3 separate regions of the Gossypium hirsutum genome follow, and all the other regions are linked to region 1. Evidence: chromatin contacts called from public Hi-C data. All regions are on one chromosome and are shown on one strand. Each heading gives the region's core, a stretch centred on a gene start, on an enhancer-like site or on the middle of the called end of the contact. The rest is flanking DNA. Distances are from core to core; before and after follow the strand shown.

Region 1 (4,192 bases), core at 1,158-3,657:
TTAATAAAAAAAATTAAATATAACTTTGGTTAAAATGGTAATGTTGAGAGCAAACATTAAAGTTTTTTGGGTTCAAACCAAACCTGCTCATGGGTCGGGTTAGGCCTGAATTTATCTTTCTTAAATTGGGCTAGGCTTGGAAAAAATGTAAGTTTATTTTCTGGACCAGGTCAGGCTTAAACTTGAAAAATTGGTCTAGATACTTTGCATTGGCCCAACTCAGCCTGGCCTGGCTTATGATCACATCTAGTTCAAACCTCCATCACATGCATATTCTTTTCTAGATCTATTAAAAATATAAAAAGACATAAATATCCTTAAAATGATAGTTGTTGCTATGTAAAATAAATGGACTTTTAATAAATTCACAATTGAGTTGATACCTGATTGATAGTGACGCCGACTCAATTAAAAGCTTCATTATATATAGTATAGATTAATAATATTATTAATTAATGAATAAAAACATATTTAAACAAATTTACAAATGCAAAACCAATTCTTAAAGATTATTTTTATTTAATAAAATATTTTTAATGTATTTTTATATAAAATTTAAATATTTTATTGAAATAATATTTTAATTAAAATTTATTATTTTTATTTCACTCGTGAATAAAATTAATTTTACTAAACGTTTGATACAAGAAGATTTATACATACTTTATTATTGTTGCTACAGAAAGTAAATATAAAACATAAAAAATCGCTTTTACAATAAAATGTTATTATACAAACAATTTGACTATATATCAACAATTTCAATATAAGCACGTAATTAATAATCAATTGGAATAAATTTAAAGGAAAACTCGCGCATAAATTATACACGGTAAGGCTCAAACTTGTACACTTAAATCCTAGAGAAAGTTTAGGGTGTTAACTAATAGGTTAAATTTTGCTATTAGTCCCTGTACTTTACGAAAGATGTAAATTTAGGCTCTATACTTTAATTTGATTTAGTTCCATTACTTTTTGACTTGGTAAATTTCAGTCCTTGTACTTTTTGAACTTTGAAATTTTACTCTTGACCCAAAAGCTAAATTCGTTTGATTAAATTCAATTACTAGTCCTATAGTAAGCATACAGTTGTAGATTTAGTTCATATGTTCAATTTTCTCATTTTAAGTCCCTATACTCTTCAAATTTTAAAATTTCAATGTTGACACAAATTATAGTCGTTAATCCATTAACTGTATTTTTACTAAGTAATATGTGAAAATAACGAACTGATACACATATAATAAGATATTTGCAGCATTAAATTTTAACTTCATAAATGGAACAATTATCATTGGATGAAGAGTAAAATTTTAAAATTGGAAAAGTGGAGGAGGAAATTAGATCACGACAAATGATAGTAGGACCCATTGCCGCAAATACTTGTCTTGATTAAGCTTTCAACTTATTGAGTTATGGGCCTCTATTTCAGTAAAATTTGGGGCATTTGTGAGAAATATCTGACCATCACCTTTCCTATAATCTAAAATAGAAAACTTGGTGGGAAACAAGTGTAACTTAAAAATTGGAGTGATATGATTACGAATTTAGGCATGGTATGAAAGAATATGAGGTTTAGAATATTTGATAGAAAATAATATTAAGTTTACGAGGAAACAATTGGATTAGGTCAAAGGGATATGATTAAATTAGAGATTTAGACTGAGTTTCAAATGATAAAAGGTTCTAGACAGACAGAATATGGGAAAAATAAAAAAGAATTATTATGAGTACCTGAGAAACGAGAATATTCAACGATTACGCGTTTTATTTGACTTTTTCTGCAACATGTTTCAGCTGCTGCGTTCTGCGGCGCTCATCATTAATCGAAATTCTTTGAAGTCCACAAATCCATCTCCATCCTTATCGACGCCTCTAATCATGCGCTTACACTGTTTAAGACTGCACTTGTTGAACCCTAGGCTAATCAAAACATTGCGCAATTCTTTGGCCGAGATGAATCCGTTTTTATCTTTATCGAAGATGAGAAAAGCGTCCATTAAATGATCGTCGTCGCCGCTGCTGCAGCTAGAAATTGCTCCGTCGCTGGTGGTGTTGACAACCGCGTGCATGAACTCATCCAAATCGATGAAACCGTCGCCGTTGAAATCCATTTCTCTGATCATACCTTCCGCTACTTTGGAGGCCGTGGATTTTTCATGTCCGAGGCATAAAAGCACTTGTCTAAGCTCCAATGAAGATATCTTCCCATCGCCATTTGCGTCCATCACTTTGAAGACTTGTTTAAACTGATTTGACAGTTCCATGGTAGCAAAGGACGATGTTATCACATCGCAACTCGATGGTAACCGGCGATGCTTTGATCTTCTCTTGCACCGGTCGACGTGAAGGAACAGTTGAACTCTCTTAAACAGAGAGATCCAACAGGTTTTGCAAGAACTTAGCATAATCCAATGAAAGGAAAGCTCGTAAAAAGAATGGTACTTGTCTTGCTAGGAATGGTGGCTGTTTGCAATCTTCGATGGTAGAAAGCTGAAAACGGAAAGTTATGGCTCTTTTCAAGAAACTTAGTAATTTGTCAACTAGCAATAATTTTTATGGGGACAATACCTTTGGAAAAGACCAAATAACCCCTATTGAGAAGGGATATTCCCCGCATTTTCAACCTTGTGAAACGGATAGGGAGAAGGGTAGTAATGGAGAATCAAATTTTTGACGAAGTCTTTTTAACGTAGTGGTATTGTTGATTGAGTCTCTTTTGTCTGGTGGATGCCAGCTGAATTGATAAAAAACAAGCAGCTACCGAATGGGGGCCGGCATAACTATGCTCGTCTTTGGCTTTTAGATCCGCCGCAGCTTTGCCTTCAGCTCTTTGGAAGGAAGTCAAGCAACTAGTTTCAACATTTTCGAGTTCTTATCCCAAACTCTTTACACTTTATACAACGACAAATCATGGTAGTTGATGCTTTCCTCCATTACTTAACCCCTCAAGCTCAAGCTTGCCTTTCTTTTACCAATCTCAAGCTCTCAACATAGTCTACAAATTTTAAGTTCCCAAGTAATGGACTAAACCGGAATTTCAATCACTTGTCTATCAAGAAATTGAGAAGTTTCAAACTCACGTATTTAATAAGAAAATTTCTTACAGAGAAAAAAAAAGTAATGTTCTGAAAATCATTTCAAGGGAAAATAAGAATTAACTATCATACAACAGAAAATTCCCCAAATGATATCTATGAATAGAGCTCTTCATACACTGAAACTATATTTACGGTAACAATTATTATAAAACTAAAAGAGAGGGTGAAAACTATTAGAGTAAGATGAGAGGTAAACGAAAGCAAATATATCACACATCCAAACGACGGTCCAATTTTACCAAGGTCAACAGGATCGCAGTAAAACAGGGCCCACAGAGGAGCTAAGCATATCGCTAAGAGCTACCTGGACCTCATTTGAACCATGCTCACAACTTATCAAGCTCGAAAGAAGTGGGAAGAATTGAACCAAGTTCTTCTCGAACAAGGTGTCTCCCAAACTACAAATGGCCTGGAGAGTCGCCACAATCAGTGGTGCACGGGAAGCCAATTCTCTCCGTTTCCCAGAAACTGAAGGAATCAACCACTGGCTTTGCTCCTCGGGAGATGTTTCAGAAGTCTGCCCAGACCGTGCAGTTTCTATATAAAACAGTAATACCTCCTGGCAAAGATCAACAAGATGGGACTCTACTTTAACCTCCTCGTACCTTGGAGGCCTATCTAGTATCAGATTCTGCAAGATTGTAAGGCAAGACTGATACGCCTCATTCTCAAGACGCAATAGGGGAGGATCTTGCATTTGGATCATGGGGCTAAACTCTTGAAGCTTGGATTGTAACGGAGAATCGATGTTGATCCTGTGAGCATGGGAAGCCACATCATGTATTGCTTCATAGAGGACTAAGGTGTTCTTAGCTGAAAGATGAGTTCGATACATGTTGTAGATTTCCATCATCGCCTGTCAGTAGAATAAGAACAGCAAAATCAGACCAAAAGTAAAAGTTAGCACACTTAAAACTTTAAAAAAAATTTAAAACCAATTATCTAGTTAGATATTTGTGCAAATATAAATATAAATGAAAAGGAAATAAATGAAAAAAAATGAACAGTTAGCACTAGTTCTTTTTAGAAATTTGCAATTTAAAAAATGGTCTTAATAATCAAGTCTGTGTTCCATAATTCTGACAACGTGA
Region 2 (4,192 bases), core at 1,214-3,713, 150 kb before region 1:
GCACTCTTTTAAGAAAGATCAAATCAAACTTCCCAAAAAAACTACATTCAAATTTACTTAAAACTGAACACTTTTTGTTCTCTCATCCAGGATACAACTATAATACATTACAAATTGAAAACAACTCACGGCTTTTCTAACTAATGAATTGGAATGATAGATATATACATGTACACTCTCACATTACACCAACTGTTGAACCACTCTATATGGCAGCACATTCTTCTTATTTCTCCTTCATCTCTAGTCTTCTTTTTCTATATAAACAAGTATGTTCACAGTTCACGGTCAAGGTAAGGGATGCTTTAGAAACTTCTATCCACTTCCTATAACAACCTACAAGGCCTCGTATTTATAAGTTTGAGGTGCTATCTTCAGCTTTTTGATAGTTTTTGGCCTGCAACACTGATATCTTCCAGGCTGCTACAAAAATCCTGAATTTCTTTTTCCTTTTAACTTCTTCGTAATTAAAAGAGGACATCGTCACACTGCAAAGTGATGGGATCTATCTTAGAAAAACCTTCTCCTAAAGTTCCGGGTAGTTGCTTGATATGATCGCATTAGCAGTCCAACTCCAATTCCAACCCCAAGGCACATCCCAAGGCCAATTCCAACCCCAACTCTAACACCAGCATTAAACCATGAAAGCTGACCATCCTCTCCAGCATACATATCTTCAGAGTAGTAGCCGTGTCCGATTTTTCCATCAAACTCATAATCTTCAAGTCCGGATTCGGTAACCTACATGGTGAAAAAAAGAACAACATGTGAGGACAGGAAATCCAATTCTGGACAAATTGAGAAGTATGAAAAGCCCAAAGAAGTTTCGAAGAATCTGCCAAAACACTTGATGAACACATGTCAGTATCCCCATTATTATTTTGAAGCTCATTGTTTTAGTAAAGATACAAATTTATAATGCACCTATGATAAACAGAAAAAGGAACATTAAAGCAACAGTCACTCTACATTTTAAGACCTTGCTATGTTGTTCATTGTCATAACAGGCAGCTGTTGTTGTTATGCTCCCAGAACTTGAAAAAAATTACATTTCCCCCTAAAAGAACCTTAAAGTTGAATCTAGGAGACGAATTGAAAAAGTTTACTAAGAACAGCTGATGAATACCCTAAACCACTCAGCTTGCTTAACAAGCAGAAAACAAGCTGTGGCAAGGACTGGGATTTACAAATGAAGAATCCAATATCATTATACCGACCGAAGCAGACAACAGAATGCTTTATAACGAAACAGGCAAAGCAACAACATTGTATATGCCTACTCTCTAAGACCAGAATAAACCTCCCATCATGTATAGACAAAAAAAAGGCAGCAACATTTCAATTTCAACTCAGCATACTTATAAAAGCAATAACAGTATTCATATGCTAATGCCATAAAGTAACATCTTAAACTCTGTTATAAGATTCTAAAAACAATCAAGGGTTCTCACGCAATAACGCCAATTCCCTTAACATGATGGAATCTAAATCCACATTATTGATTTATGATCAGTTACAATGCCAATTTTACCTGCAAATTCCGGTGTCTAACCAATCCATTACTACCCTTGTTATTCCCTTTGCCAATCTCTTCATCCTCAGGAATCGCATCCAATGTCGAACTAAGCCTCGACCCATTTTTCCTCCAAGGACTCACTGTTATCGTCTTCGTCAATATCACAGGCACACCCGCGGAACACCCCGCAATGTAAACTTCAATGCTCGGCGCTGAAACCCCCTTTTTCCATTGGAAAAACGCAGAATTCCCAGGCTCCTTAACCGCTGCCGCCATATAACAATCCATGCTCCATTCCCCTTCCATCCTTTCCAAAGAGCCACACAACATCATCTTTTCATTCTCGTACACCTCGAATTCAAACCCTCCGGTGACGCGAACGCTATCGGTGCTCAAATAAGTGACCTCCGACGACTCCCGGTCGAGACGGTCGCGGCGGAGCGTGAACGAAGCGGAATCGGAAGCCGGGACACGAGAGCCGTTGACTTCGAGGGAGAAACCGATTTCGCGGCGGAGGTAGCAGAGGGTGAGGTGGTCCGGCGCGCTATCGATTACGCAGGGCGCTATCCGAACGTAAAAGAGACGGATTTCAAGCCATACGGAGGAATTGTTCATGATACTGTAGGGATCCGAGGCTTTCGGAATTGAAATTTGCAAGGGATCAAGCTGTTGAAGGTCCATGGGTTAAGAAAACTGCAGGGTCAACAACGAAACGAGGTATCGTAAGAGAAAACAATAAAATTAGGGTTTCTGGAAGATTAGGAATGATGGGCATAAATAAACAATCATGATGAAAAGCGATTCCATGGTTCTTTTCAAAAAAAAGGAGAGATTGGTTGTAAATTTTAGTAAATTTTTAGGTGATGGCAATTGGCCAATGGGTAAAACAACAGATAGACCGTGTCAAAGCGAAACCCCCACCTCAAACTGGAAGAAGATGGAAATGGGCGATCGTTAAAACCTAATAAATAAACTAGAAAAGAGCATAATCAACGCCATGGCCCAATCATTGATTTCTTAAGCCCTCGAAGTCGGTGATTAGTGGCTCCTTCCAGCCATGAATTTGTTGGGCTTTTGCTTTTATGGAATCAAGCCCTCAACATAAATTTATTAAGGCCTCGTTGGGATGAATGGCAAGATTCAATGTTGAGGGAACCGAATATAAAGGTGAATATAACATATGGTACTCAAATTTGATTTTAATGTTTAATTTTGTCCCAAGGTTTGATTTTAATATTTAATTTGGTATCTAGACTTAGCGACATCACGTGACCCAATGAATATTTGACATTTGTGCTTTAGTAAAAAAAATATGTACTTAATTTTGGATAAAAAAGAAACTCAAGTATCAAAATTGAACATTAAAGCCAAATTTAAGTACTTAACTAGGAAAAAAATACTCAAGCATCAAATGGAAAAAAATTAGCTACCAAATTGAATATTGAAATCAAAATCATGTATCAAATTGAGACAAAAAAATTTCATGTCTTAAATTGAATATTAGAGACAAACTCAAATACCAAATAATATATTAACTCGAATGGAAATATTAGATCAAAATGTGTGATGTACATATATATAAATATTTCCACCAGCAAACTATTAGAAGGAGACAGGGGAATAAGGTGATTCATTTGAAAAACGGGTGTGGGAAGTGGATTGATAATGAGGAAGAAGTCTATAACTGTTGAACAAAATGAGGATCTTGTCAAAATGGTGACTATTGATGAGATTAAAAATGTTGTGTTTTAGTTGGGAGGGTTGAAAGCCCCATGGTCGGATGGATATTGTGGGGTTTTTTTTTATGAAAAATTTTGGTCTGATGAAGGAGGATGTTGTGAAGTATGTGCAAAGTTTCCTTTCATAATGGGTAAATGTAACACCCCTTACCCGAGACCGTTTCCGGAGTCGAGCACGAGGCATTACTTAGCTTATCTTACCAATTCGGAGCATAAAAACTAGGTTTGAAAATTTATTTCATTATTCGCAGCAAATCTGTCCAATCGCGCAGCAGTTACTAAATTAATTATAACTTGAGCTACAGAACTCGAAATTTAATTCCGTAAATTTTCCCTGAATCTAGACTCATATATCTACTCACCATAAAATTTTTAGAATTTTTGGTTCAGCAAATTAGTACAGTTTATTAGTTAAAGTCTCCCCTGTTTCACCACCTGACTGCCCTGACCTCTAGTCACTAAAAATAAGTTTTCTCACTTTAGGATTTTCATATGAAGTTCTTACTTGTTTCTACAGAAAATAGACTCATTAATAAATCTAAGCATGCAAATTTCAACTCATAACCATTTTTGTACAATTTTTAATTATTTTCTAAACTCAGAACAGGGGACTCCAAAAACAGTTCTGACCCTATCTTACTAAAATTCACATATCTTAAAATATAAATTTCCTTTTTCTACACCGTTATTTTTCCATGAAAATAGACTAAACAAGCTTTAATTCCATATATCATTCACCCTCTAATTCATTTTATACTATCTTGGATGATTTTTCAAATTCACGTCACTGTGCTGCCTGAATTCTGTTTCTTTGCAAAATTTTATCCTTTCATGATTTCCATGCATAATTTATCACCTAATCTTTCATAACAACAAACACCTTCATCCTTAATCATTTTAATAACCATACATCATCAAATACTTACACATCACTCAT
Region 3 (4,192 bases), core at 474-2,973, 160 kb after region 1:
ATTTGGGGTTGAAGTGCATTTGGTACAATGATGGTTCAGTGTGTGATAATAATCTTTTTCAATTATGGAAACGCAAGTGACACAAATCTTGCATTGATGATTTATAACAAAATCTGTGAACAGTGGTGTGAAACAACAATCAAGGAGTACAGTACAAAATGATGTTTTTGTCCTTTTAAAACGTTTCTACGGAAGCCCATCCTTTCTTTTCCAACTCCACTCGCAATGCCTGTAAGCAAAAGAAAGTTAATATCAGGGTTTAAGTTTTATATATTCGTGTGTATATTTGTATCATGTTTACCTTAATTCTTTTTCTATTGATATCAAAATCAAAGTTCCCGATCCTTGATGCGGATCGGTACTCCACGATTGAATCCTTACCGGGTGGAAACCAGAACTCCACATCATCCACAAACTGTTGAACAACATAACATAAATAATCAGTTAAGCCAATCTGCAGGTCTGTTTTTGATATGTTTGGTAATGAAAAAGAAACAGAGCTTAAACTTTTACCCCTAGTATGGGACTTTGATATTCAACACGCACGTAATCGTCTTTCTTCTCCACGATTTTGGGGGTATACTTGTCTGATTTCGTTGATTTTATCTGGCATTATGCCGTATAATTAGATTGATTCTTTTTAATACTTGAAAAGCCATTTAACTGTGAAAAAAAAAGGAAAAAATTACCACTTGAAGAAGCTCTTCCATTGCCACTTCACGATTCACTGGCTTTTTCCTATTACGCCCACCATTGTAATTCCTTTCATATTTAATATATATATAGTTAACACAATGTGCATCACATTTTGTCGGGGCGGCGCACATTTTTCATGCGTTTACCGACCAAAAAAAAAACGCTTCCAGTTTCGATTTTCGACCAAAGAAAAAAGAAAAAAGCAAAAGGCAAAGGGGGAGAGGTTTACCATGGAGGGGCGTAGTGGGTGAGATCAGTGACATTCTCAGAGGTTGAAATACAGTTGTTAGTAGCAGGACAAAGAGCAAGAGATGGGGGATTTTTCTGCACTCCTAGATATTCTGGTTTCTTCCCACTGCATCATCAAACCATTCATTCACTGTTTTGGTCAAGAACCCAGAAATCAAAGATTTTAGAAGGGCGATGGTGTGGACACAAAAACCTGAAACTGAAGATGGCTCCTATAACAGCTAATTCGCTGCTCCTCAATATGATTTCCCTTCAAAATTACAAGCAATGTTTTCAGCTCCGATTCTTAAGCTTAAAAACTAGACACGTATGTATTATGATGAATAACGGGAGGGAGATAAGTTAACCTTCGAGGAAGTTGGTGGTGGGGTTTATCGTCGGGCAGCTGGGAGGACTGAGAAAGGACGATGCGTGGAAGTATTCGGGCTTTGCTTTTGCTTATGTATTTGTTGTAGTAGAGAAAGCTTGGTGATGATGCCATTGATGCCATTCTCTTACTTTGTCGCTCGCTATCTTCCTCCCCCTCGTTGCTAGCCTATTCCAGCCTTTTAATAGAGCACCTAAAGTATGAGCTCCACCGGCCATGTTGTTCCAACGACACCGTTTTCTTAATAATTTTTACTGTACTTCGATTTTCGTATATTTTATTATTATCTTTTATACCCATTCCGTTTTGCTTTGTATAAATAAAATACTAAAATAAACAACCTTTTTTTATGTACCATATATATATAAACCGCAGCTGGGTACGTAATTTGGCCAAACTTGCTGCTCCGTGCCGTGCGGGAAGAAAAGATCAGAAGAGAAGCCAGAAATAAAATACATTTACAAACACCATAATAAAAGTTTATTAAAATATTTCTTGAAGAAAGATACAACAAGCCCGTCTAGCTCAGTCGGTAGAGCGCAAGGCTCTTAACCTTGTGGTCGTGGGTTCGAGCCCCACGGTGGGCGCCTGACTTACCTTACGTTTTTTAATACTGTTGCCGTGACATGAATCGCAAAACATTTCATTGCTCAAATGATTATAATCCATAAACATGGGCCAATTCCCTTCATACTATTCGTGTGAGTTATCGCAAACAGCCCACTACATCTTTTTTTAAATCCTTCAAGTAAGCAAAAAAGTTCAGTAACATAAAAGTCCATCCAAGCAACTATATGGAACATTCTTCCGTATCGGCTCCAGTCAGATATGCCTACCATACAGCTATTCTACCATTCCGGAAGTGCTACGTATGTATTCTCTATTGATGTTAAAAGATTGCTGAGCAGATCTGATCTAAAGTGCATCCACAGGTATCCCTGGTCTTCTCCATGAAATTCTTGAAAATGAACGTAAAAAGCATTGGCTCACGAAGAAATTACTGATGGTGCTGCCCACAATTTCACTTTCTTGTCAACACTTGCTGTAGCTAGAACCACCACTTGTTCATTTCCTATTTAAAAACAACGTGGAAAATTGTAAGAAATGCACGTAACTTGAGATATCAGATATAACTCATACAAGCAGAAAATAAATTTTACCTAGAGGTATAGTCTTAGGTGACCACGAAATCCATGTAATATCTCCTGCAGCATAAAACTAGGGTTAATACCAGAATCCTAAATATCATTCCATGCCAGGTGACAGTCATCATAGAGCATCGGGACTAAGAAAATTGTTAGCAATATGTAGTTAGACATGACATGGTTTCTATAGATTCTTATGTGAGAACATGGTAAGGATAAGGGGGGAAAACAATAAAAGAAAATAAAAGTTTGCTGCTTGGGATGTACCATCATGTGCCTTTTCAGCGGTATCCAAGACCTTTCCTGTTTCCATGCATAGCCACTGTAATGTTGAACCATGAGTTGTTGCCAGTATCTTTCCATCAGGTGATAAACTGAGACGATCATAGTGCAAAGTAGAGCCACTTGAATCCTGAAGGGGTATTGGGAACACCTTCAGAGTTTTTGGATCCTCATCAAGATGGTATCGAACTTCACAAATCATTTAGAATAGTCAGCAGACACAAATTTGTAACTATTACTACGAGAAACAGAAATGCTAAGTTTAGGCATAAACAATTGCAAATTAGCTCATTGTTTAGATTTTTTATATGTCATGTCTTCAAATTTATGGAGAATATTTCTTCCACCTCCCACCCCTGCCTCTTTTCCTTTTGTAGGATCAGACTTGAAAGGGGTTGAAGGTGGAAAAGAAACTGACCTTCATACAGTTGATTTTTTTCATTGAGTATTTTGGATATGTACATAAAAGAGGGAGAAAGAAAAAGGAGTTCAGACAGACCATTGATGTTCCAAATTCTTATTGAACCGTCCTTGGATGCCGTAATAATTTGCTCTGAGTTTGGAGAAAAGCATAACCAAGTTACTGCACTCTGAACATTTAGGAAAAAGAAACACAAAAAAGGGGAAAGATTAGAAACAAACAGCAATTTCAGGGAAAGTCATACAACTATTAGCCTATTACTTCCAATATGCAGAAGTGAGAAAACTTTGTAAAGTCAACCCTTAGGTCATCATTCTCCTATACATAAATTGTCGTAAAATTTCTAAGAACCTCTAACAGAGAAAATGCAATTTGTGGCATGATAGAAATTATGTAATTGAACAATATGAACATATTGAAAGATAGCAAATAAGCTTTAGCACTAGTGAGTGAAATCACAGCATATTGAAAGATGCAAATAAGCTTTAGCACTACTGAGTGAAATCACATGCCTTGTGCCCTTTAAGTTGCATAGCTTTTGAAACCTCCTTGACTGAACCATCCTTTGAGTACACAATCTCCCACACCTGACCAACCAAATAGTACTCTTATGAAACTGAATGATAAAATGCAGAACTATTATTAGTGCCTCACTGCACGTATTAACATAGTAGATCTCAATGCATCTTCAATAAAAATGAAAAATACGAACCAAAATATTCAAAAACTAATAGGAAGCGGAAATCTCACTTCAGTTTTATATGCAGCACAGTTATGCCCTGACTATCCGTATAGCATAAATTCAAAGAAACTGGAATGGTCATTCATACAAAGTAGGGCTAAATATCCAATACCTACCAACATATAAATGTGCAATTGAATTCTGTAATAGACTGTGTGATTTATGAATCTCATCATGTTGACTATGGACACGGTCTTCATTCAAGAGTTCAGCACAATGTTGGTGATATATAACTTGAAATGTTAGGACATAACTTCAGGATTTACACATACTGATCATAGTCTTGATAC

Evidence for each region. A called contact is a pair of places that touch in the nucleus more often than the background predicts.
Region 2: a contact with region 1 is called in a Hi-C map of leaf, with 1.9 times the contacts expected there. The contact joins the promoter of LOC107900871 here to the promoter of LOC121219829 in region 1. A contact is called at or near these places in 3 of 34 Hi-C or Micro-C datasets (all in leaf).
Region 3: a Hi-C map of leaf shows a contact between it and region 1, with 2.2 times the contacts expected there. The contact joins the promoter of LOC107900854 here to the promoter of LOC121219829 in region 1. A contact is called at or near these places in 4 of 34 Hi-C or Micro-C datasets (hypocotyl and leaf).

The regions. Positions count from the first base shown.
Region 1 is chrD08:51,342,337-51,346,528 of Gossypium_hirsutum_v2.1, forward strand. LOC121219829 (probable calcium-binding protein CML23) reads right to left here and starts at 2,408. Exons shown (of 1, transcript XM_041098312.1): 1 at 1,562-2,408. The coding sequence starts at 2,408. The coding sequence ends at 1,794. It overlaps LOC107900862 (brefeldin A-inhibited guanine nucleotide-exchange protein 2), which reads right to left. Exons shown (of 11, transcript XM_016826607.2): 11 at 3,068-3,957. The coding sequence ends at 3,346.
Region 2 is chrD08:51,190,652-51,194,843 of Gossypium_hirsutum_v2.1, forward strand. LOC107900871 reads right to left here and starts at 2,464. Exons shown (of 2, transcript XM_016826616.2): 1 at 1,532-2,464; 2 at 30-741. The coding sequence starts at 2,197. The coding sequence ends at 511.
Region 3 is chrD08:51,501,240-51,505,431 of Gossypium_hirsutum_v2.1, forward strand. LOC107900854 reads right to left here and starts at 1,724. Exons shown (of 7, transcript XM_016826599.2): 1 at 1,293-1,724; 2 at 1,139-1,195; 3 at 926-1,051; 4 at 690-762; 5 at 514-606; 6 at 302-415; 7 at 78-229. The coding sequence starts at 1,435. The coding sequence ends at 176. LOC121219832 (transducin beta-like protein 2) reads right to left here. Exons shown (of 10, transcript XM_041098315.1): 6 at 3,673-3,747; 7 at 3,239-3,329; 8 at 2,725-2,928; 9 at 2,473-2,517; 10 at 1,935-2,384. The coding sequence ends at 2,299. TRNAK-CUU (transfer RNA lysine (anticodon CUU)) reads left to right here and starts at 1,827; the gene lies at 1,827-1,899.